2 separate regions of the Hordeum vulgare genome follow, and region 1 is linked to region 2. The links are chromatin contacts, called in public Hi-C maps. All regions are on one chromosome and are shown on one strand. Each heading gives the region's core, a stretch centred on a gene start, on an enhancer-like site or on the middle of the called end of the contact. The rest is flanking DNA. Distances are from core to core; before and after follow the strand shown. Region 1 holds the start of LOC123445453 (hexokinase-3-like). Region 2 has its middle 26 kb from the start of LOC123445452.

Region 1 (5,379 bases), core at 2,340-4,839, 370 kb before region 2:
ATAGTTTGTAGCAGTGCTTGGTTTATGAAGGATCACAGATGTGTTGGGTAAACAGAACTAGCACGCACCTCAACTCCAGTGAGATGTACACCCGAAAAGAAAAATCAATGAGAAAATGAACTTGTGTTTTAAATAATTTTTTAGACTTCAAGTCATGCATCAGAGCAGTAGCTACCAATGCGTGCAGAACGCACAGACTGGAGTGATCGCCACTGGTGTACCCAATTGTGCCTCACTGTTCAAGATCGCTCGTGCTCTCAGCTCACCAGAGAGAAAGAGAGAGAGAGAGAGAATTGTTTGCGCAGCGCAAGCTCTGATGCATTTCTGTTCTCCTTCTATTCATTAGAGAATCAAACTTGGCGTGCTTTACTCAACAGACTGATTGTGCTGCACGACCCCACGTACAAGGTTGTGCAACTGGGACGCGTCGAGTGCTAGCTAAACGCACGGAAAAGGAACACACAACGAAATCGTGTTCTCGTGCAACTACTGAACTTAACAGAAAACAGAAAAAAAATGCTAACTGAAACAACCTACCGTCTATGCTGCCATGGCAGAGAAAACAGCCTGGAGTGCCGCCATGGCGCGGTCATTCTGGCAACTGAATTAACCAACATGAATGAACTATTATTCCAACATTTAAGCACACAGAGACACCTTCATAGCAGATGAACAACCTATATTGGCATATTGCACATTGGCATCATGTGTTAGCTTAGCTGTCAGCACACCTGCTTACTGCTCACGCTCTCTGTCGGCTGTTACTATCCCAGACTAATTGTGTGTACATTACCACAGTAACAGTAGACTATTAGGCAAGATGCTATAGTTGGCTCATCACTGTCATAACACGTGCTCAAATTTTTACATGCCAGATTTGCAAACCAATATTGTACCATAGTTATTCTGTTTACAGAGAGATGGGTGGGGGTTAATACACAATGAAGAGGTATTCCAGGTGTCCACTTGCTGTGTGGTCCAATGTGCAATTACATAAAACATGAACAGGCTTAAACAGGTCAACAAACTGATACATTGTCACTAAAGAATAGTAAAAGAAAGAAAAAGTTATATAGATGTCCCACGTTGATGTTTTAGATTGCTTCCCTATGAAGGAGCTTTATATATTTTCAAATACGATTTTTGGTCAAACATTAGTCAATACTATATTGCTTCACAATTCATAGCACACCACATCTACCGAAGAAATACCAAGTAAAAAAGTTTCGCTGTGAATGAGTTTTATATATTTTAAAATATGATTTTGGTCAAACATTAATTAATACTATGTCACTTCACATGTCATAGCCCACTACATCTAACGAAGAAGTACCTACAAAGAAGTTTCCCTGCGAAGGAGTTTTATAGATAAAAATTCAAAGATGATTTTGGTCAAATATGAATTGATACTATATTGCTTCACATTTCATAGCACACTGCATCAAGCGAAGAAAGAGGCCACACTGGCAATGATCAAGAAACATCAAAGAACTAAAATCCAAATAAGTGACAGAAACAAAAGTACAAAAGGCCAACCAAAACCAATGTGGATCTGTCTGTTGCGGAGTTATAGGTTCTACCAGCAGGCCAAGCTGTTTCAAGTGCAACAATCCAATAAGCCACCGATCGCAATTACGCCAAGACAAAGAACAAGTTTGGTGAACAGCTTAATGAACGATGGAGCTCGGTTTCTGTTTCGGCCTTCGGTGCGCCACCATGCTTGGCGTCGAATCAGACGAACCGCAGAACAGGCACAGCCTTCCGCCTTTCAGCTCCATTGCGTCCTCTACAGTAGAACACGGAGGAAGGGGGGAAAAACTACAGCAAAAAGGCTGTGATTCGACACACAATCGACACGAGATATTCTCCCAACCAAGATGGGCGGCCTCCCAAGCAATGATTCTCGTCTGACAGGGAGCGTCACCGGCCACATTGCGATTGTGGGATACAACCTGGCCTGGGAAGCCAATGCCGGCCACACACAAGTGTTGGTAGATTCATGTACTCCTACTAAAGATGCCCCTTTATGGTGGTCCGGGCAACAACCCCGCCATGAATGCAAGCTCAAAGCAACAGGCGACAGTGGATGCCCCAGGCAGCAGCAGCAGCATAAGCGCCCACATGTCTAATTCTTGGCATCTGGCATATTGATTATTTTCGCCCCAGAGCAGCAGCATCAACGCCACGGCATAGCATCAAAACTAACTAAATCCTTGGAAGATACAGACCCTAGAGACGAAGAAGCCACAGATGGGTATGGTTCTCTGCCGTCCCAAGAAGTTTAAGTGGCAGCATTGTGGAGTTCAGATGGCGGGCGGCATTGTGCGGAATCGAATAAAGAGTGGGCATTTCTTTCTTTATGAACACAATAAACATTGGGGGGAAAAGTAACGGCCCAGGTGCGTTTACTGTTGGGGTGAATGAAGGCATGAGAAAGGCGGGGAGGTTGCGACCCGGATACGTTTGGCATTCCACAACAGGGCCAGACATGGCCGCCGAGCAGGATTCGCAAAAGGGGGGAGGACAAAACATGTGAAACCCATCCAGCTTAGCAGCAGCAGCAGCAGCAGCAGCGTTCAGTCCAAAAGATGGATGGCTGGCTGGCAGACCCAACCAATGCATATGAACTCGACGGAGATGTGGTGCTCGCAGCAGCATCTCGTCTCCGACGAGAAGAAAAGCGTGAGCCCCGGCAAAAGGACGGCGGGGGAGGGGGCGAGAACCTCGGCGAAGTGGGGGGTGACCACATTCGCGTGCGTAAAGGCGGATTAGCGAGGCGAGATTGGAGGGCATGATCCAACCACCGGAGAAAGAAAGCGTTCAAAGAAACAGATAAAGATGGCAAGAACCAAAGGCTTTACATGTTTCCTTTTTTCCGCTCCGCCGAAGAATCGCCGGAGTTATTTAAAAATAAAAACGAAAATAAAAGCAGGGGGGGAGGGAGGAGGAAGAAACCCGAGGAAAGCAGCGCGAGGAATCGGCGAGAAAAAGACAGGCGGCGGCGGGCGGAGCGGGAGTAAGGGGGAAGGGGGGACCTTGGGGGCCGTACCCGTTGGGGAGCGCGTCGACGAAGGTGAGGAGCATCTTGAGCTTGCTGCCGCCGTCGGAGGCGAGGCCGGCGTGCATCTCGACGACCATGGCGTCGACGACCTGGCGCAGGCGCGCGGCCGGCGTGGCGCAGCCCTCCTCGAACTCCCGCAGCAGCGCCACCGCCCGCCGCCACCGCGCCCTGGCCGCCGCCCGCCGCGCCACCATCACCGCTGCGATCGCGCACGTCGCCGCCGCGCACCCCGCCGCCACCCCGAACCCCGCCCTCCCCATCTCCCGCCGCCCGCCGCCCGCCGCCGATCACGCCACCATCCCCCCAACCTCTCCCCGCCTCCCCTCCCTCCCTCCCTCCCCCACCAGCCGCCCCGCCTCGCCCGGCCGGCCACCGACCGCCGCCCCCCGGCGCGCCGGAGGGAATGGCGAGGAGGATGGAACAGAGCGGCGGGCGGCGAGCAGTCCGGTCCGGTCCGGTCCGGAGTGGGGAAAGGAAAGGAAAGAAAAGAGAGAGACAGAAAATCAGGGGAGAGAGAGAGAAAGCCAAGAGCGTGGCTGCGGCCTGCGTCCGCTTTAATTTATGCTGGGGAGCGCCATCTTGCCGTCACCCCCTCCGTATTCCGACGTATTCGAATACGGTCCGGTCCGGTTTCCAGTTTTTCGAAATCTTCTTTTTCCCCGGCTGCTGGACGGGTGGTTTGACCTGCCGCCGGTCCGTTGGGCTTCCTTTCCGTGGAGGGTTTTAAAACAAAGCCGCGGGTTTCAGGGGTTTTTTCTTTTGAGAAAAGGGTTTTCATGGCGTGGGTTGTAAATTTTGTGCCCACGGTTCTTCTTTCTTTCCTTTTCTGTTTGGGAATGCATTTTGAATTCTTGGGTACAGGAATTCTTCTACAATTTAAATGACTCAATAAAAGCTTTGTTTATTTGTTTGTGCCGCAAATAACGGAAAATGGATGAAAGCAGTGAAACGACGAAATGTTCATGTGATTACCTTATTTAAGGCCATCCCATTGCATATTTTCATCTAGCGGTCAATTAAAATATATTGTTCTCGTCTATAACAGATTTGTGATGCTGGGTTTGCTTCGCAATTTTGGCCGGTAAAGTGTTTGGGCACGATCGTAATTTTTTCTTTTACTAAATTGGTTACCATTCTTCGAGATAATCCTGAACAGTTGCCAAAAACAGGTGCATTGTTATTGTAACATTGGTGTGCCTAAAAAGACGACATAGGCATTTGGAGACGCCAACCATTTGGTAAAGATTTAATATTCCCTTTTTTAACCATGTGTGTATATAGCATTTCTCCTATATTTTGGGCCTACGTGTGTTGTATTAGGATATATGCAAAGACATCGGTTCTAGTTGAATCATTGGCATGCCAAAAATGATGAAATATAGTATTTCTTCTATATTTCAGTTCCATATAGATTGAAGTAGCTAGGACGTCTATGAAGGAATTATCTGGCTAAATCATTATCATGTCACGTATGGTTATCATTATTCTATAGGGGAGAATACAATGACCTTATCAATGAGAAATTCCTCTTGATTTTATCATACTCTTGATTTTAACTACCTCAAAAGGTTAGGGTGTTTTTGCATTTTACAAAATAATACAATGACCTTATTCATGAGAAAGTTGTAAACTGAAAACTTATGCAAAACGTTGCTTTTTTAGACAAAACAACATATAACTTAATACCGCACGCCAGCTATTGACAACCCAGAATACAATCAATCATAAAAGGACAACAAAGCAACACCGCTCATTTGGCGATGACGTTGCATCCTCAACAATGCGAGCAAGCCATTAACCACGACAAAGCAATGTGAACGACACATGACACAACGATACAAAAAGTGCCAGCTGCAACAATTACTCGACCTGCTACCAACCCATGAACCGTGACAAAGCAACCTAGACGGCACATGACACAACGACGCAAAAAGTGCCAGTTGCAACAATTACTGGACTTGCCACCAACCCATGAACCGCGACAAAGCAACCTGGACGACACATGACACAACGATAGAAAAGTGTCATCTGCAACAATTATTGGACTTGCCACGAACCCATGAACCGCGACAAAGCAACCTGGGCGGCACATGACACACCGATAGAAAAGTGCCAGCTTCAGCAATTGATGGCCTTCCCAAAAGGTGGTGTTACATTCTTACTAGTGCCAGGAAGCCATGAACCACGAGAAAGAAACATGGACGACACATTACACAACGACAGAAAAGTGTCAGCTTCAACAATTAATGCCCTTCCGAAGAGGTGTTGTTACATCCTTAGCAGTGCCAGCAAGTCCTGAACCATGACAAAGCAACCTG
Region 2 (4,738 bases), core at 1,482-3,981:
GTGCCATTAAAATTACAATAAAAAACATTTGATTCGTCAAGTTCAAAATAAAAAAAGCATTTGGTTTGTCAAGTTCAAAACATCTAACGTACAAGGCATTATCAGAGTCCTATCTTCGAGTTAGTGATGTAACATGACGAGTGTGAGTTCGGACAATAGTGCTGAACCTATAAAGAATATACAAATATTTTATTTATCTTTCCCAATTAATTCTCTAACCCTGAATTCAACTGTGTGGGTCACTCCATCCAATATTACCAATCATAATCCTATACATAATTTTTTTTCTTGATAATCCTTCCCATCCAATTGCTTGTAAAAAGCTTAAGTAATTGTTTATACATATCGCATTACTCGAGTTCGGACGTCTCTGAGGAGAGTGTAGGTGTGGGTATTTTCTTTGATGTTTTAAGACTTTTTCTTTGCGAGTAGGTATAGTATTCCGGTTGTTATTTTTATATGTAAACTATTCAATTACTCTCTTCGTCCAGATCACTTGTTATACAGATATATAAAATTATATGTATTTAAAAATAAAATACATGTAGATACATTCATTTTTATGACAAGTATTTTTGGACGGAGGGAGTGTGCCGTGCAGCCTTGTATCTCGAGCTCTTTTTTGATGGCAAGGATGTAAATAAAGGTTGCAAGCTGGATTTTTTAGGGGAAAGTTGTAATCTTTTTTTATTTTGCTGGGTGGGGAAGGCTGTAATCTGGATGAAGGAAGGAAGAAACGTTTTAACCAGCCTCGACATTCGGATATCTATGCCACAGCACTTAACAGGGGTAGGCCTGCAGTTGGTTTACTAGGCCCGGAATAAAAGAACCCAGACGCAAAGAATTCGGGCGTGACTACGTCTCGCCTTCAGCACGTCTGGCTTCGGACTCGCTGAACTGTGAACAAGCTGGGCTAGCCCACGAGCATGCGAGGCCACAGCCGCATTTTCATGTCTTTTTAATGATTTTTTTACTTTCATTTTCGTACTTTTTTTATAATTTAAAATAGTTTAAATAGATATATTATCAAAAATATTATGTACATAGAAATATTGGATAAGCATTTGAAAAATACAGAATAAGTACTAGAAAAATGATGAAAACTTGTTTGAATTGTTATTGAAAAGGTATTTAAAACTGTTGAACATGTATATTGAAATGTTGAACAATTATTTGAAAAATATTTAACAAGTATTTGAATATTTCTATCAAGTGTATAAGATTATAGAGTGAAAAAAAATGAAACAAAAAATCAGAGAAGAAAAAGGAGAAGAATGAAAAAATCAGAGAAGAAATAAATAAAATAAAAAAAGAAAAATGGGAGGAGATTTGCTCCAATCGCATCTAGTAGGTCGCAATCCTATTACTAACGAGTAACTCAAAATGGGCAGAATGTTCAACTGCACTGGTTATCCCCCTGAAGGCCAGGGTTTGCTCCCTTGGTGAGCCCCTTTTCTTCCTGGTTTTATCGATGGGCCGACCGTAGTGATTACCTTGACATGAGCCATCCCTACGGACTTGTTTAATGCGATAAATGGTGGCTGCGAAAGAATTCGCGAGAGCTATGTTTCGTTTATAGCAAGACGACAGCTTCACTCGCGTCGAGGATGAAAGCTGTTCTTACTTAAAGGTGTGTGCATATGGGCCGGCCCATTTTTGTACATTCTCTTGCTGTAGGCTTTATCCGAGTTTTCTTTTCTTTCTCTATTTGGTTCTTCTTTTTCATTGTTATAACTTCAGTATTTTATCAGTTGTCTAAGTTTATTTCGCAATTTTCACAGACATTTCGTTTTTTCCTTTCTTTTCTTTCCTTTCCTATTTTCTTTATTTTTCTTTGGTCTTTTATTTGTTCTTAATTTTCATCAGTTTTCTTAGTTTTTCTTCGGTTTTGTTTTTCTTAACTTTTCTTCCGTTTCTCATGGGTTTTCATTGTTTGCTTCATGTTTTCAATTTTGCTTCATTTCTAAGATGTTTCTTTTGTTTCTTTCTTCTATATAACCAGTATTTCTTTGTTTCTTATTTTTATTCTTCAACACAAGTCCACATATTTCATACACATTTTCCATTTTTCTAATATATTAGAAACATTTTTAATGCCTGTTTAACATTTTAAACGCATTATTAACATTTTATTAAAAATTTATTTGATGACCATTTTACGTTTTTGAAATATATGATTACATTTTTTTGTAAATGATCAACATTTTCCATATTTTATGTTTTTATGTGCAAACTTTCAATACACATTCTACATTTTAATATACAATTGGAATACTTCATAGACTCTTAACATTTTTTAATAAATGAATAATATTGCCTAAATATTTGAGTTTGATGACTACTTTTATCATACAAATTCCCCATCTTTTGTACTCCCTCCGTTCCTAAATATAAATCTTTTAAGATATTTCAATAGGAGTCTACATACGAAGCAAAATAAGTGAATCTACACTCTAAAATATGTCTATATACATCCGTATGCAGTCCACTAATGAAACCTCTTTAAAGACTTATATTTAGGAACGGAGGGAGTATATATGACGAATAATTTATATATACATATATATAATATTATTAAAAAAAATATGCATGATAAATATTTTTTTAAATACTTGATTGACAATTTGTCATACACATTTTTTTTCCATAAAGAAGCAAACGAGGATGTGGCCTCCAGTTAGCTGGGCCGGGCCAGTCTTGCGCTCCCTCGGACGAGACTGCCGAAAGAATTTTTTGTTTTTGGACACGCTGCCCAAAGAATTAACGGTGGTGACTTTACGCTGGGCCATGAAGTAACCAGTAGCTCATAGTGCTGCCTATAGAGGTACATTTGTTTTTGCCTAAAACATGATACCTTTTTTCCGACAAATTTCAATCTAATTAAAAATATAGTAAAGAAAAAATATTTATGTGATCCAAAATATCTGCACATTACATATATACATCAAAAACATGTTCATATTGAATTTCTTGTATGCGTACATGTTAAAAAAATATTTTGACATGACAAAAAATGCTTTACGTAAGAAGGAAAAGTGTGCAAATATTTTATATATGTTTTCATGTAACTAAGAGTATATCCAACAGCCACCCAACGCGCGACGCGCTAAAAATGAGTTTGCGACGCGCCCTTCGTCCGTTTTGGCGCGACGGCCAGCGCCGGCTCCAGCGGCCGCTGTAAAATGCGGCGCGCGCGCCTAGCTCCAGCAGACGCGCTAAAATGCAGCGCGCTATCGTTCAAACAATATATGCGCTCAAAACACAAGCAAAAAAGATCAAACACAAACTAAATAAATCAACATAAATAGTTCAATTTCATTACAACTCAAACAAATAGTTTATCTTTCAATACAACAAATAGTTCAACAATACAACATCAAATGCACAAATGATGATGCTCTTTGTCGGTTATTCCATGCCCACCATTTCTCGATGAGATCCTTCTGAAGATCGACACGCATTTCGGGACACCGAATGACATGATAAGAGACAACAAAACGGGCCACCCTTTCAGCCCCCGCCGCACTCGTACGTGATGTCCCAAAAACTCATACTGAGAGTAGTCTAAATATTGACCACGCTCATTCTCGATGATTATGTTGTGCATGATATCACAAGCATACATGATGTTTGAGCGAGGGGCGGCGGTGACTAGACGGGCCATCTTTTGATCCCGAGCAATGGGCGGCTGGGTGTTATTCGTCAGACGACTGCCGCGCGCGAGGGGCGGCGGTGACTAGAGAGAGATGGAGGAAGCAGCGGCGGCACAGGGATAGGCCGGGGAAGCGCCGGAACAATCGTCGGAAGAAATGGGGTGGCACGGGCGGCGGCGGCGCCGCGGCTCGATGGATAGGTGGAGTTGCGAGCAAGGGCTCGAGTATGCAGCGCGCGGGAGCAGGCACAACAAATAAACGACGCGCGATGACGTTTTCGTCCGCGCGCCGAACTGGTTTTGCCGCGCGCTCGGTTTTTGAGCCTCCGCCGTAGTGCCCCGAGCGGTAGCGCGCGCAAAAACGATCAATTTTGCAGCGCGGCGCTTGTTTAGCGTGGCTGATGGAGATGCTCTAAAGAAGTGTCCGCATAGCTGTTTTAGCTATTCATATTGATTTAGTAAGTGTTGATTTATGTTATTTTCTTGTACTTTGAAATATACCCACGCATTAAATATGATGTAAATTTTAGAAAGTGTTCATATATTTTAAAAACATTCAAGTAATTTAGAAATTTAATCAGAAAAAAATTCGTGGAATATGGGAAAAAATGATTTCATGGCTAGTTTCTACGTTGGATGAGTAGATCGGTAGGAAATCGATAATCTACACGTTTTTTGCTTGATTTTGTGCACTGGGGTTCACTTGAGCCGCCAACCCCTTCATGGTCCCCAATTGATGTAGAGTTTGAGCTAGGGTTTGTTTGTTGGATATAATGATTTATGTGCCCAATTGTTGCTAGTGTTTCTAGTCGAGATGCTATTATTTTGGTCCGGCAAGTCATGTTGTATCCTGCATGCTGCCATGTGGGTTAGATCTTCATTTTGTAGATGGAAGGCAAGGTAGTCAGATGTTTAAGACATTATTTTTATCTTACTGTATTTTTGTTGCTTGCAGTTATTCAACTTTTTTTGGTTGAGCTGAATTCAAATGACCATCACATTGTTTTTAATTGTAGTTGCATGATTTAAGGTTTGTTTAGAAACTTCTTTGTCATTTATTTTTGTTTGACCTACTAGTATTTTGCT

Evidence for each region. A called contact is a pair of places that touch in the nucleus more often than the background predicts.
Region 1: a Hi-C map of leaf shows a contact between it and region 2, with 4 times the contacts expected there. The contact joins the promoter of LOC123445453 here to the enhancer-like site in region 2. A contact is called at or near these places in 3 of 6 Hi-C or Micro-C datasets (leaf and seedling).

Annotation. Positions count from the first base shown.
Region 1 is chr3H:593,354,823-593,360,201 of MorexV3_pseudomolecules_assembly, reverse strand. It overlaps LOC123445453 (hexokinase-3-like), which reads right to left and starts at 3,589. Exons shown (of 9, transcript XM_045122438.1): 1 at 3,050-3,589. The coding sequence starts at 3,321.
Region 2 is chr3H:592,983,399-592,988,136 of MorexV3_pseudomolecules_assembly, reverse strand. No RefSeq gene overlaps it. Among protein-coding and RNA genes, the nearest start is that of LOC123445452, 26 kb to the right of the region's middle. Within about 2 kb of position 2,731, at least 2 of the 3 cell types and tissues checked have open chromatin away from gene starts, as enhancers often do. A contact at or near this core is called in leaf, where this site is marked.